Linked DNA regions of Mus musculus: region 1 is linked to region 2. Evidence: chromatin contacts called from public HiChIP or PLAC-seq data. All regions are on one chromosome and are shown on one strand. The core of a region is the stretch at or near the end of the contact, and the rest is flanking DNA. Distances in the headings are between cores, read along the strand shown.

The links. HiChIP or PLAC-seq counts read pairs in DNA pulled down with a chosen protein or histone mark.
Region 1: a contact with region 2 is called in a BATF HiChIP or PLAC-seq map of CD8 T cells, with 8 read pairs. The contact joins the promoter of Lsg1 here to the enhancer-like site in region 2. A contact is called at or near these places in 2 of 39 promoter capture datasets (the C10 cell line and macrophages), 2 of 484 Hi-C or Micro-C datasets (the G1E-ER4 cell line and forebrain), 9 of 115 datasets of contacts at active chromatin or transcription factors (the 230-238 cell line, CD8 T cells, the SCID.adh cell line and 4 more) and 2 of 9 other capture datasets (adipose tissue and liver).

What each region holds. Positions count from the first base shown.
Region 1 is chr16:30,585,502-30,589,275 of GRCm38.p6, reverse strand. Lsg1 (large 60S subunit nuclear export GTPase 1) reads left to right here and starts at 1,687. Exons shown (of 14, transcript NM_178069.5): 1 at 1,687-1,838; 2 at 3,596-3,722. The coding sequence starts at 1,740.
Region 2 is chr16:30,532,340-30,535,874 of GRCm38.p6, reverse strand. The region is part of intron 8 of Tmem44 (transmembrane protein 44); the gene reads left to right. Among named protein-coding and RNA genes, the nearest start is that of Gm52252, 14 kb to the right of the region's middle. Within about 2 kb of position 2,099, at least 32 of the 459 cell types and tissues checked have an H3K27ac peak or open chromatin away from gene starts, as enhancers often do. A contact at or near this core is called in CD8 T cells, where this site is marked.

The DNA.
Region 1 (3,774 bases), core at 438-2,937, 54 kb before region 2:
ATTCTATTTGTGTATCTTCTCTCTATCTTCCTCCTGGAGAGTGTGTTCAGAGATTTTACAGTCGTGCTTCTATGCTGGGAAACAGAGAATTCATGTTCTCGTCCATTCCTTCTCTGGTTTGTGAGCACTGCCGTCCCAAAGACTTTCCAACTGCCACCGACTTTGTCATTCCTTTGGGAGCTCCACAAAATTCACTCCAATTAAGCAAGAGTCTAGTGGAGGTATGGCACACAAAAAGGAAGTGGGCAAAGAGTCAGAAATGGGTGAGCGGTGTGGTCCCAGTTCTGCTGGCTGCTAACTAGTCCACTGCAGCGTCTTCATCGGCACCAGAAAAGAACGGGCTGGGCTGCTCTTGTTACTTGTTACCTGGAAACGTGTTACACACACACACACACACAGCACCCAGAACTTATGAATCAGTCATTCTGTTAAGGTTATTCCTGGGAAATTTCTGTACACATTAAAGTTAGAAAAGTTAACAGACTAGGTGCCTTCCTGATGTTTTTCGTAATTATTTTAACTGACAAGTAAAAATATTGTGGGCATGCATGTGTGTGTGTGCGCGTGCGTATACATAGATACACATATATGTGTATATATACATGTTTATGTGCCACTTAGTTATAATATTTTATTATACATAGATTAATCAAACAAGTTAGCAACAATGACCGAGTACTCTCAATAATAATGGAAGTGTAACAAGACTCCTAACTCATAGCATGTCTTTGATCTATAGCCGGTGAAAACTACTTCCATGGCTAAGCAGCATGTTACCGTGGTCTCCCCAATGAGGATGTTATTCAACACAGTCGATTATAAACTGATTTCTTTTTTCTTTTTTAGAAAGGGTCTCACTGTGTAGCCCTGACTGTCCTGGAGCTCTCTTTGTGGAGATCTGCCATCCAGTATCCCAAGTGCTAGGATTAAAGGTGTGTGTCACCACGCCTGGCTTAAATTGACTTTTTATATATACACATTACGAGGAAAGCCGATGATTGGTTTGGGGCATTGAATATCTATTAGTGGAGCCAGATCACTATTTTCGCTTTAACTTTAATTATAAAAAATGTTGATACAATGCTCACTGGAACATGTGAACTTTTTTTTTTCTGCTCCAGAAAGCAGAAGCGCAACGCCGCCGGCTTTCACTTTCTAGTTCTGAAAATGCTTTTTAACTGCCCATTCTAAACTCTCACCCATGTGTGAATTTTTCTCCCTGCTCCGCAACTAGTGAATACTAGGAAAACAAAAATCGATTTAATTGCTGAGCAGAAAAACCAGCATCGGGAACCTTCTGCCACCTAGAGCCACAGAAGCACTCTTCTTTCACCGGAGTCCCCTCCTCTTCCTGACGGAAGCCGCGGGGAAGATGGAGTTAGTCCCGTGAACTTGAGCGGACATATTTTCCAGTTGTCCCAATTTCCCGCCGGACTTTAAACAGTGGAGTACAAGTCTGGAATGTACCATTCTCTTAAATCGGTCAGTGTATCAAAATGGAAACAGTCGTAGGAGTAGCCATAAGGAATCACCGAGAAAAAAATTTTACATTTCTTCTCTATAATATTGTCAAACTTGGGATCTACCAAAATCATTCTGAAACAAGTCATTCAATACCCCGCTGTTACACTTCCGGACTGGACAACTTAGGCTCGCTCTTACATCACTTCCGGGTTCACAGCCGGAGAAACCGGAAGCCTCGCGTGCTGAGCAGTGGTTTGTGCTGTTGATGCGTGGTTATGGGTCGGAGACGAGCGCCGGGTGGTGGGTCCCTGGGCCGAGTACTTATCCGGCAGCAGACTCAGCGAAGCCGCAGCCACCGTCATACTGACTCCTGGGTAAGGAAATCTGTGCTCTCCATAGTCTTTCTGTCTTGTTCTGAGTGCCTCCATGCTACAAAAGTTGGAGCCAGAAGTCGCGCCTGAACAGGGTTTGGAAGCAGACCCCAGCAGGGCGCAGAGAGGCTTGATACAGGACTAGTGTGTAATGAAAATGGGAAGAACCCATCGTGTTGGAATGTTTCACTGTGTTTGAGTTATGCTCTAGAAGCCACGGGCGCTCTTGGATATTTCTATAAAGAAGATAACTTGTTATCGTAAAATTTTGAAACAAAGTCTCCGTATGCAGCCAAGTTTGGCTCAGGACTGCCTTCCTCGTGCCTGTGCCTGGAGAGTTCTGGGTTTACAAGCCGTGGCCACCATGCTTGGATCTTTTAAACTTTCCGATTTTAGTTGCCCAGAGAATCGATCCTCTAGAGATGGTTCCGTTAGAGGCGATCTCTGCTTTGCCTTGTTTTGCCCCCTTGGGGTTTATCGTAAGAAATTGACATTGTCTCTAGAAGCTTAGGGAAGATCGTGGTAGCCTTAAAAAGTAAATGAAGTATAGAAATTAATCCCAGCAGAGTATTTGAGGACATTCCGAGTCCTCACTAAAATCCTGTGCTGAAGTTGTCCCTGGTGCGTGTCCGTTACATCGTCCCATTTCCAAACTCTGAGGAAGACACACATGCTTCTTTCTCAGTGTTCAAGTCTGGACTTTTGATACTACTCTCAATGTACTGGCCTTCGGGAAATAGTGGAGAGGTTTAATTTTAATCTAAAGAAATTCTAACTCATATCCTGATATTTGTTAATCCTAAGCTTTTAATCCTTAATTTCGTTTAAAAAAAAAAAAACTATGTTTGTATCTGTAGTAAGCATATAACTTGGGATGGTATATATCAAACTCAGGGTTGTTTTGGTTTTTTGGGTTTTTTTGTTTGTTTTTTGTTTTGTTTTGTTTTTTTTTGCAAGACAGGGTTTCTCTGTGTAGCCCTGGCTGTCCTAGAACTCACTCTGTAGACCAGGCTGGCCTCGAACTCAGAAGTCCGCCTGACTCTGCCTCCCAAGTGCTGGGATTAAAGGCGTGCGCCACCACCGCCTGTCCAAACTCAGGGTTGTATGAGAAATCAATTAGCAGGTAGCTCTTTTTTTAATGGTCATTCCAGGCAAGTCAGTCTCCCAGCCCTTGGGATTTGGGGCAGAGGAGACTAAGGGGAGTGGGGAAACAGATCTCTACACAGTTCACGATGGCCCTTAAACTTGTGGTCTCTGAGACTCCTGCTCCTTTGATGACAGCATGCACCACCACACTTGGCTTTAAAATATTCTCTCTCATAGATCCCTATGAAATATTTTTAATTGGCCAGCCGAGTCAAGACAGTCTGGGTTCTAGTTCTTCATCAGTACTTAGTTTGGAACAATAGGTAAATTATTTTACCTATTTAAACCTCAGTTTCCTTGATAGTAAAATGAGGACACAATAAAATTCGCTTCAATAAAGGGGGCGTGCCCTTGCTGAGGTAAGAAACTGTTCATTTAAATATTTGATCTTGTTTTTTTGCGTTGTTGGATATCGACACTGTTGACAGCAACGGGCAAGTGTTCTGCTGAGCTGTGCCCCCATCTTAGCTAGGATTAGGTATTGCCTGTGTACATTCTAGAAGAGTCCAGCCACTTTGAGAACATAGGCCAGTACAAGCAACGGTAGAGCTGTGTGGATGCGAAGAGCTTCCACAAGAGAGCTGCCTCACTCTTCACTCTGGGTTTATTCACAGCTGCATACAAGTGAACTCAATGATGGCTATGACTGGGGTCGTCTGAATCTTCAGTCTGTGACAGAGCAGAGCTCCCTGGAGGACTTTCTTGCAACTGCAGAACTTGCAGGGACCGAGTTTGTGGCTGGTGAGTTGTTTATTACCTAGTGCCTGTGACACTGGTCACACTGCCGTCTTGC
Region 2 (3,535 bases), core at 850-3,349:
CCTTTTGTCTGTGACTTTGTTAGAATTTGTTCCTTTTCATTCTCTCTCTGTCTGTCTCTGCCTCTCTCTGTGTTTGTGTGTGTGTTTGTGTGTGTGTGTGTGTGTGTGTGTGTGTGTGTAAATCTTTTTTTAAAAGATTTATTTATTATTATATCTAAGTACACTGTAGCTGTCTCCAGATGCACCAGAAGAGGGCGTCAGATCTCATTACGGATGGTTGTGAGCCACCATGTGGTTGCTGGTATTTGAACTCGGGACCTTTGGAAGAGCAGTCAGTGCTCTTAACCACTGAGCCATCTCTCCAGCCCCCTCAATGTAGTTTTTAATTAAGATTTCTCTGAGGTTGAGCACTTCCTTGTACTTTATCAATCACTTATATTTCATCTTTTGTGGATTGCACATTTCATTAGACTATTTATTGATTGAGTTGATTTCTTGTTTAGTTTTTTCAGATCTTTGTATATTTTATGTGTTAATGTTGGATGTATAGATGGCTAATATTATCATGATACATTTCAGGTAGTAATGTCAACTAGCAAAGATTTTTTTTCACCCTTCAGTGGGCTGTCTCTTTACTTGGTTAACCACTTCCTCTGTCGCTCAAAAGCTTCTTAATTTCTTGAGGTTCCATTTATCAACCCCTGAAAAGGAAATCCAGGAGTCCTGCTCAGAAAATTCATGCCTATGTTGTATTTTAAAGTATTTTACCTACATTTCCTCTCATGGTACATTCCCTCAGTTTCAGATCTTACCTTAAGGACTTTTGTCCATTTGGAGGTATTGTTCTTCATCCTGCTGGGTTTTCTTTTCCTTTGAGATGGTGCGTGCGTGTGTGTGTGTGTGTGTGTGTGTGTGTGTGTGTCCTACTGTGTAGCTACTAGGGGTGGGGAGTGACTCCTACTGTGTAGCTGTAGCTGGCCTGAAACTTGTTACATAGACCAGCCTGACCTGGAACTCACAGAGATCCTCCACATCCACACCATTCTACAGCAGGGACTTGAGCGGCCTAGGTTTCTGTATCCTTGGGAGCCTCAGAAGGAGCCCCCTCAGCTCTGAGGAATGACTGTTCTTGGGGAAGCTATAAAATGGCAAAGAGTTTCCCTGTTTCTGTTGGCTTTTACTTGTCTTTAATTTAAAATAATCTCTATACAAAAGAGACATATTTTAGTCCCTCCCAGAATGTGGTGTGTATGAAAGATGAAGAAAAGAATAAGATCACCAGCTGTAGTATCTAGCTGCCAGTCTGAGGGCAGTGACCTCTGGGAAGGCTTCGGAGCTAAGCTCAAGGTCACCTGTGCATGTTTGAAGCATCACTAGGCAGCAGATAGGCAGGGAGACGTCACTAGAAGCTGGTCGGTCTTGAAAAGAGGTGGCAAGACTTTGGGCTGAGGCTGAGGCAGACAGGGAAGCAAAGGATTGTAGGTAGAGTGGGGAAGGGACCTCGGAGCTATGGCTTACCTTCTGGGTCCTCAAGGGAAAGAGGGTTGAGAAAGAGATGACAAAAAGTTCACCTCCTTCTCCCACTATTCTAAGATTCCTTGGTCAGGTCACCAGTGACCTCTGAGTGGCTGAATCCTCAATCACTTCTGTCTGACTGAGACTCACTTGGCCCCCACTGCTGATTCTGCAGCCCCACCAGTGTTTTCTGCCACTTCACACTAAGGGCAAACTTCATCGTTAACACTCAAGTCCCTCCTGTAGAACGGTGTGGATGTGGAGGATCTCTGTGGATTCCAGATCAGGCTGGTCTACCTAACAAGGTTCAGGCCAGCTACAGCTACACAGTAGGACCCCTGTCTCAAAGAGGTAGGGGGGAAAAAACAACCCAGCAAGATGAATAACATCTCCAAATGAACAAAAACCCTTAAGGTAAGATCTGAAGGTTAGAGTGGGATTGTCTCAACCCTGACGGGGCGTGCTTCCTCCTCTTGGTGTGCTTCTGCAGACCCCAGATTCACTGCCCAGTCCTCCCTCATGCTGACTCTGAGGAAACACTTGTTCCTCTCCCCTTACTTCCAGTCCCAGATGCCCCACATGGTGTCCCACACTTACCACATCCACACAGTGCAGGCTTTCCCTGCCCAGATAGGCTCTCTGTGCACCTCAGGAAGTGCTGTCCCCACAGGAAGTGCTGTCCCTATCTATGCAGTGATTCAAGCCCCAGACTCCCCTCTCTCTTCCCGTTGTGCCACCCTCTTCCCACCCAGGCTATTTGCTGGTCCTGCAAATGCTTCTTTTAAAATAGTCAATGAGGAGCCTGGAGAGGTGGCTCCGGGGCTATAACTGTTCTTTCAGAGCAATTCTGGGCGTCTACTTGGTGGCTCATAAACGACTGTAATTCCTGCTTAAGGGGACCCGATGCCCTTTTCTGGCTAAGCAGTGCACATGTGAATGCAGACAAAATACCTGAACCTATGAAATAATAAAATATATTTTTTATACATTTTTATTAGGTATTTTCCTCATTTACATTTTCAATGCTATCCCAAAGGTCCCCCATACCCACCCCCCCCATAAAATATATTTTTAAAAAAAATAGTTAATGAAGCCTGTACTGGAGATGAGAGGCAGAAGATTGCTCCAATTTCAGAGTCAGCCTGGGCTACACAGTGAGTCCAACTCCAGGGACAGGTGAAGCCCTGCAACAAACAAAACAGAAATAATGCCTGTGCTAGCTATTAGCAATCCAGGCTGCACTCACACTGTCTCAGAAGGGATGGGGGTGTTTTCTTAAGGCAAACAGCTGTCCACTGGCTGCTATTTAACACCCGTTCCAGCCTGCTGTCTACACTAGCAACCAGAGGGCTTGTTTGGTTTTGCTTTGCTTTTGATTGTATTTTGGTTTTGCTTTGCTTTGCTTTTGGAGTATTTTGTTGTTGGTTTGGTTGTTGTTGTTTATTTGAGGGGGTGGGTGTCTGTAGGCTAAGCTGTGCTGAAACTCAGATCCTTCTACTTCAGACACTGGGGTTATGGGTGTGTGCCATCCTGCTAGGCAGGAATGCTCTTTTACAAATACAACTTACATTTTTCAAAAAGGCTCTTCATTTTTGTATGTGTGTGTGCATCTGAGGTATGTGTATGCCCCACCACATGTGAGCAGAAGCCCATGAAGTCAGAAGAGGGTGTCAGACCTCCTGGAGCTGGAGTTACAGGGTAGTTGTGAGTCTTCAGTTCAGGTGCATTTTGACCCGTGATGTGGCCCCTGCCCTACTATGTGGTAGACGTGGGGACTCAGAGGACTTGGGGCCTGAGAGCAAGGCTTTACCCTTTGCTGGGTTATTTAGATGCTGGGTGTGAATCCCTCTGCCAATGAGAGAATCAAAGCATAAATTTACAGTGATGAGCCCACATCAGCCATGAAAGCATTCTTCTGAACAGAGAGGAGGGGGAGAATGGGAGTTGGGGGTGGGGGGGATTGCGAAACGTGGGGGGTGGGGGGAAGCTTAGGAACTCGTGAGAAAAAACCGTCTCAGAAGCTTTTTCTGACATGGGACCTGGGCTGTGATTGGCTTATTGCTTGCTTAGCGTGGAACTG